2 separate regions of the Mus musculus genome follow, and region 1 is linked to region 2. Evidence: chromatin contacts called from public Hi-C data. All regions are on one chromosome and are shown on one strand. Each heading gives the region's core, a stretch centred on a gene start, on an enhancer-like site or on the middle of the called end of the contact. The rest is flanking DNA. Distances are from core to core; before and after follow the strand shown. Region 1 overlaps Gm33149 (a long non-coding RNA gene). Region 2 has its middle 19 kb from the start of Gm32677.

Region 1 (2,700 bases), core at 188-2,687, 310 kb after region 2:
AATGACTTAGCTCTACTATGTGGAGTGGGCTTCCTCGGTTTCATCGTGAAGCCACGTGGGCCAAGATATCATGCAGCCTCTGTGACATATCTGTCCCACTTATGTCCATGGTGGCTCTCTGTCACTCAGCATGAAGTTACAGCTGTGCCCTGCTGTGAGACCCTTTCACAGTCCAGCATCCCAGCAGTTCTGCTAGACAGCCTTTGAAAGGCAACCTAGACAGGAGCTCCAGCGCAGCCTACCTAAGAAAGCTGGATTTAAGACAGGATTCCCTCGCTGACGAGGGGCTTGCTCTGGGGAGGAAACCAAAGCTTGGAGTGGTTTTAAAATTATCCCAATACTTTAGAAAATGTCAGGGGAAGCAATATTGGAAGGGTCCACTCTGATTTTAGTTTTTATCAACCATAAATATGGATGTATTTCCAGCCAAAAACAATAAAACAAAAAAACAAACAAAAAGATACCTAACCTTTATTCGAATTTCACTGTCTCATTTGGATAGTACAATAATTGAGTCCAGAGTTTTTCTTTTGGTTAGAAAGACTGTTCTTTGTGACTAATGCCAGCCTGCAGTAATGAAAAATTACATAAGGTCATCTCTTCCGGAAGCACTCGGAGTCTGTGCGTGCAGAAGTGACGGAGAAACTGTGATGCGTGGGGGATATTTCTGTTGTGGTAACAGCAGTCCTTCAACACATGCTGACTACGTGACAGACACTTCTAGCTCAAGGCCAGCTAAGGAGAGCAGCACGCAGGGCCTGCCTTTATAGGGATAATAGGTGAACCCACGTCCAGCTCCCAGCCTGCACTCTGGGCAACGTGCACACAAGTATACAAGCTGCATGCTCTGGAAGCATGGAGTAACGGTCACCTGGTACCTGGAGAATCTAGAAACTTCTCAGCAGAGCTGTGCTGTTTCCTGTGCATTGCTGCCCAAGACATGCTCTGAAGGCAAGCCTGCCCCACCTGTGCAGAACCAAGCTGGGATAAATTCCGCCATTCGGTTCTTCCAAAGTTTCTCAGCTGAAGACAGTGGAGGAGAGTGACTCTCTCACTGTGCACCTCATGCCTCTAAGTCATGCCCTGTGCGCTCTCCACAGTCTCTGGAGTGTCTGTTTTCCCGTTTGGGTTTTGGTGGTTAGGTGTGTTATATCTGCTTTAGTCTCCTCTGCCTGTCGTGTGTTCAGGCCCTGCAATGGCCTGGTTCAAATAGGAAGTGAGCCTGGAACCTTAGGGGACTGGGGCACTACAGGGAACCCGGGCTGAGTCCTGGGTTAGTTGGCCTTTGTCCTGGAGCAGTCAAATTACTTCAGCTATTTGGGAAGCCTCTGGCAGCAGATTCTGGAAAGCCACTGGAGCCGTCAGGATGACCCTTGTAGATCTTCTAGTGGCACAGCCAGGATCCTAAATTTAGTACCCTGTACTTTGTGAGGACATCGGGCTCCTGTCAAGTGTCCAGTGTGGCAACACAGTCCGTTTGTGTAAACCGAGAACTGGCAGGTGCTCAGATGTGGAGCCTGGCTCCTGAGGGAGGGATTTGCCAAGCAGCCAGGGCTGTCTTCCTGCCAAGGACTCCTATATTATAACTTGAAGGGTTTTCACTATGGCAGGTTTGCAGTCGACTTAGTTTTCTCTGTCCACCATAAAATGTAAAAGACCGAGGAGCCTTTTGGTCACTGCACAGTCAGGAGATCTTTCTGTTCTTACTTTTATCCGGGACTTATTCTCAGTGTTCTCTTTGTTTGCAGATGGCTCATCTGACCTTCACAGTGAAAGGAGCTTGCTATGTGCAGTGTGAAGGCTGTGATGGAGGCTGAAGACCTTTATCTAATCCAGTGTGTTAAATTTCAAAGCAGCACATATGGCCGAGGTGCCTATTTAACATATCAAAGTGGACCTGGCCTTCAGGATCTCCCAGCATCCCTCAGTCCCTACCTGTTACAGGGTAGTAGGACCAATCTTCAGTCTTCAAGTGAACGGCTCATGATTTTGAGTAAAAGGGACAGAGACGTATTTTCATCTGATGCTCAAGATATTTTACTTTTATTTTATGTATATAGATATTAATCTGTGTGTATATCTGTGCACACTATGTGTGCAGTGTCTGAGAAGGCCAGAAGAGGGCGTCAGGTTCTTTGGAACTGCAGTTGCTGGGCTACCATGTAAGGCTGAGACTTGGGTCGTCCGGAAGAGCAGCAAATGCTCTTTACCAACGAGCCCTCTCTCCAGCCACTTGAGATGCAATTTCAGTATAGCCGGATGCATCCTGTTGAGCCTTTAGTCTCTTCACCCCCTGCATGGCACATGTGATTGGTCCATTGCTGCTTTGGGGACTTGTCACAGACATTCTTAGTTTGACGTGTGGAACTATAGCTTATTTTCTGGGGGAAATGTGGAGAAAGCATTTTCCAGCAAAGTGCTTATATAAAGACTCATCGGGAAAGAGTCAGAGCAGTGCAGGGCGTCTCCCTGCCATGGGTTCCACCTCAAATCAGTGCACACTCGCAAACCAGCCTTGTGATGGATGAGCTCCAACACAGCTACTACAAGCCAGCTGCTGGGGTAGACAGACAGACAGACGTGTCAAACGTATGGTATACAAACATCTAACTTTTGTGTAGCCCACAACAGCTATTTTTAAGTTCCTGTAACTACCTTAGAACCCCATTTCTCTCACCTCCTTTTCCCCCCTCTCTACCT
Region 2 (2,700 bases), core at 62-2,561:
GTAACAGAGCCAAGATGGTGGATGTTCGAGTTGTAATTAAAGAGCAAATAGAGATATTTGCCTAGAGGACAGTGGGAGAAGTAGTCACGGAAGGGGGTAGCCTGGGCAAAGGGCACAGTCCTAAGGAGGAGCTTGTGGGTAGGGTGTGAGGGGTCATAGGGGGTAATGCTCAATGGTGTCACTGATAGACCCTCACCCTCACTCATGGGGGCAGTTCTGACCCAGAAAAGGGCCTGACTAGACTTTGGTGATTGACAGATGACTCTAGACATCCTGAAGCTGCTGCGCTGGAGGGAGGCGTGCAGAGACTCATGGGTAAGGAGAGCAGATCACCACTGTGACTGTACCACATGTAAGCACACACTGCTCCCTTCGCTGTGGAGTGGGACGGGGCTGCGTAAATGCTGTGTCTACACTGAGCACAGGTCTAAGATGTTCAGTTGGCTCTTTTTTTTTTTTTTTAAGACTGGGTCTTGTGTGGTTACAAGGCTGGCCTTGAACTTGCTGTGTAGGCAAGGATGGCCTTAAACTCATAATCCTCATGTTTCTGCCTCTAGTGTGATGGGATTACAGGCGTACATTTAGGTCTTATGATATAATTCAAAGCCTCAGAAAGCCAGGAAAACCTATTAAGACAAGGGAAGTCAGACACGGAGCAGTTTTTGGTTTCTTTGTGTACACATGTTATTTTTCTACATTCAGGCCAAAAGCTTTCAGGTTATTATTAGCCCATTTGAACATCTCACCAACATAAGGCTAATAACAATGTGAACTTGATTTTACTTTATGCACATTGGTGTTTTGCTTGCATGTATGTCTGTGTGAGGATGTCGGATCCCCTGGAGTTACTGACAGCTGTGAGCTGCCATGTGGGTGCTGAGACTTGAACCCAAGTTCTTTGGAAGAACAGCCAGTTCTCTTAACCACTGAACTATCTCTCCAGCCCCAACAGCGTGAACTTGTGTTAAACCCACTCTAACTGGGATTTAAGGAAGGCATTTCTAAAGGAATTCTCCAACAGGGCAAATGAGAAGGTTCAATTTCACTAAAAACCTGGACTTGATACATACATTTAGTTGTAGTTTTACAAATATGTTTGACAACCAAGCCCTAAAGACACATTTTGACTAAAGATTCCTTTGTCCTCAAAAGAAGGAAGGAAGGGAGGGTGCTGTTAAATCCAGGAGCTATTTTTTTCTGTTTTTGCTCTCACCTTCGCCATTTCTGTGGCTGAGACTCTGAACAGGGAGTGCTGGGGCAGATCCCCTCTAGCAATCCAACCAGGTCAAGGGTAACAGGCAGACAAGGAAAAACAAACATTTAAAGGCAACAATGTTGCAGAAATGAAGCCGGTGGGAGGGGTAAGCCAGACTCTTTTACTTTGACTGTGAGATAACGTCCTAACAGGTGCTGGGACTTAGGTCAACATTATTAATAGAATGGAAATTCTAATGGGAGCAGCAGAGTGATCCTGGGAGCTAAGCACTAAGACCCTGGTAAGGAGCAAATGGTCTCAAATATCCCCTTGTCACAGAAGGGGTCCTCGTCGCCAGCTACACCTCCCTCTCCTACCTCATTTACCTCAGTGTTAGGCATCACTTTATCCTGCCTTGAATGCTGTTTGGTTTAACTGGAATCTACCAACATACTTACCTACCTCGTCCCTCTATTGGGGTTGCTGCTGGTGTAGCATAGAAAGGCCTTTGAAACAAGCTGGTATGTTACTCCAAATATTTCCCAGCATCTAAGGCTTCTAGATAGCAGTTACCCATTGGAATGGCAGGTGAGGAGTGCTGGCTCCCGACAGCTTAGATTTCTGACTCTGCCTCTTAGGCATGTGGCCCAAGGATAGTTCTATCCTTCTCTGTCTGACTTTCTCCCAGCACATGAATGATGAACTTCTGCGGTTGTACTTTGATTTTTTATTTATTTTTGAAACATGGCTTCAGTCTTAGCCCAGGCTGGTAAGAACTCAGTACATAGCACAGGCTGGCTTAGAACTTTTGGCAATCCCTCTGTCTCAACCATTTGAGTTCTGGAATCACAGAGTTGACCCACCTTATCTGGCTTGAATGATGTACTTTTAAAACCCATAAAATGTGACTTCTGTTGTCTACTACTTAATATTGGGCCGCTACTGTTAACATGCGTTCACAGTTTCAAGATTATTACAAATGGGAAACTTCCTCCAGCTCATACCTGTGAGTGGCTCACCTTATTTTAACAGAGTAGAGCCAAGATAGTCTACAGAATCAGCAGTGTGATGGCTGAAGAGACCAAAGAACGAGCCATGGTTAGACTCCCCAATAAATGGTGAAGATGGGAGTGGTTTCTCACATGGCCTGTCAAGTTCACCCAGGACACATGGGTCTTCATTTGGATTAGAAGCATGTGTGTGTGTGTGTGTGTGTGTGTGTGTGTGTGTGTGTGTGTGTGTGTGTGTGTGTATAAGCACTATGAACAACGTGGGTGCACTATGGGCAGTATGGGAGCACTATGAGCAATGTGAGAGCACTATGAGCAATGTGGAAGCACTATGGGACTTGTGAGAGCACTATGGGAAGTATGGGAGTACTATAGACAAAGTGGGAGCACTATGGGATATGTGGGAGTACTATGGGCAATGATACACACGCAGGAGGGCAGCTTTCAAGGTGGATTGTTCTGGAAGGAGAAAGTGAATGAAAGCTGGGAGGGACT

Evidence for each region. Hi-C and Micro-C count contacts between places; a contact is called where the count stands out from the background.
Region 1: a contact with region 2 is called in a Hi-C map of liver, with 4 times the contacts expected there. The contact joins two enhancer-like sites. A contact is called at or near these places in 1 of 484 Hi-C or Micro-C datasets (liver) and 1 of 9 other capture datasets (embryonic stem cells).

What each region holds. Positions count from the first base shown.
Region 1 is chr15:97,168,849-97,171,548 of GRCm38.p6, forward strand. All of the region lies in intron 1 of Gm33149 (a long non-coding RNA gene), which reads left to right. Among named protein-coding and RNA genes, the nearest start is that of Gm32885, 3.0 kb to the left of the region's middle. Within about 2 kb of position 1,438, at least 10 of the 459 cell types and tissues checked have an H3K27ac peak or open chromatin away from gene starts, as enhancers often do. A contact at or near this core is called in liver, where this site is marked.
Region 2 is chr15:96,856,625-96,859,324 of GRCm38.p6, forward strand. No RefSeq gene overlaps it. Among named protein-coding and RNA genes, the nearest start is that of Gm32677, 19 kb to the left of the region's middle. Within about 2 kb of position 1,312, at least 10 of the 459 cell types and tissues checked have an H3K27ac peak or open chromatin away from gene starts, as enhancers often do. A contact at or near this core is called in liver, where this site is marked.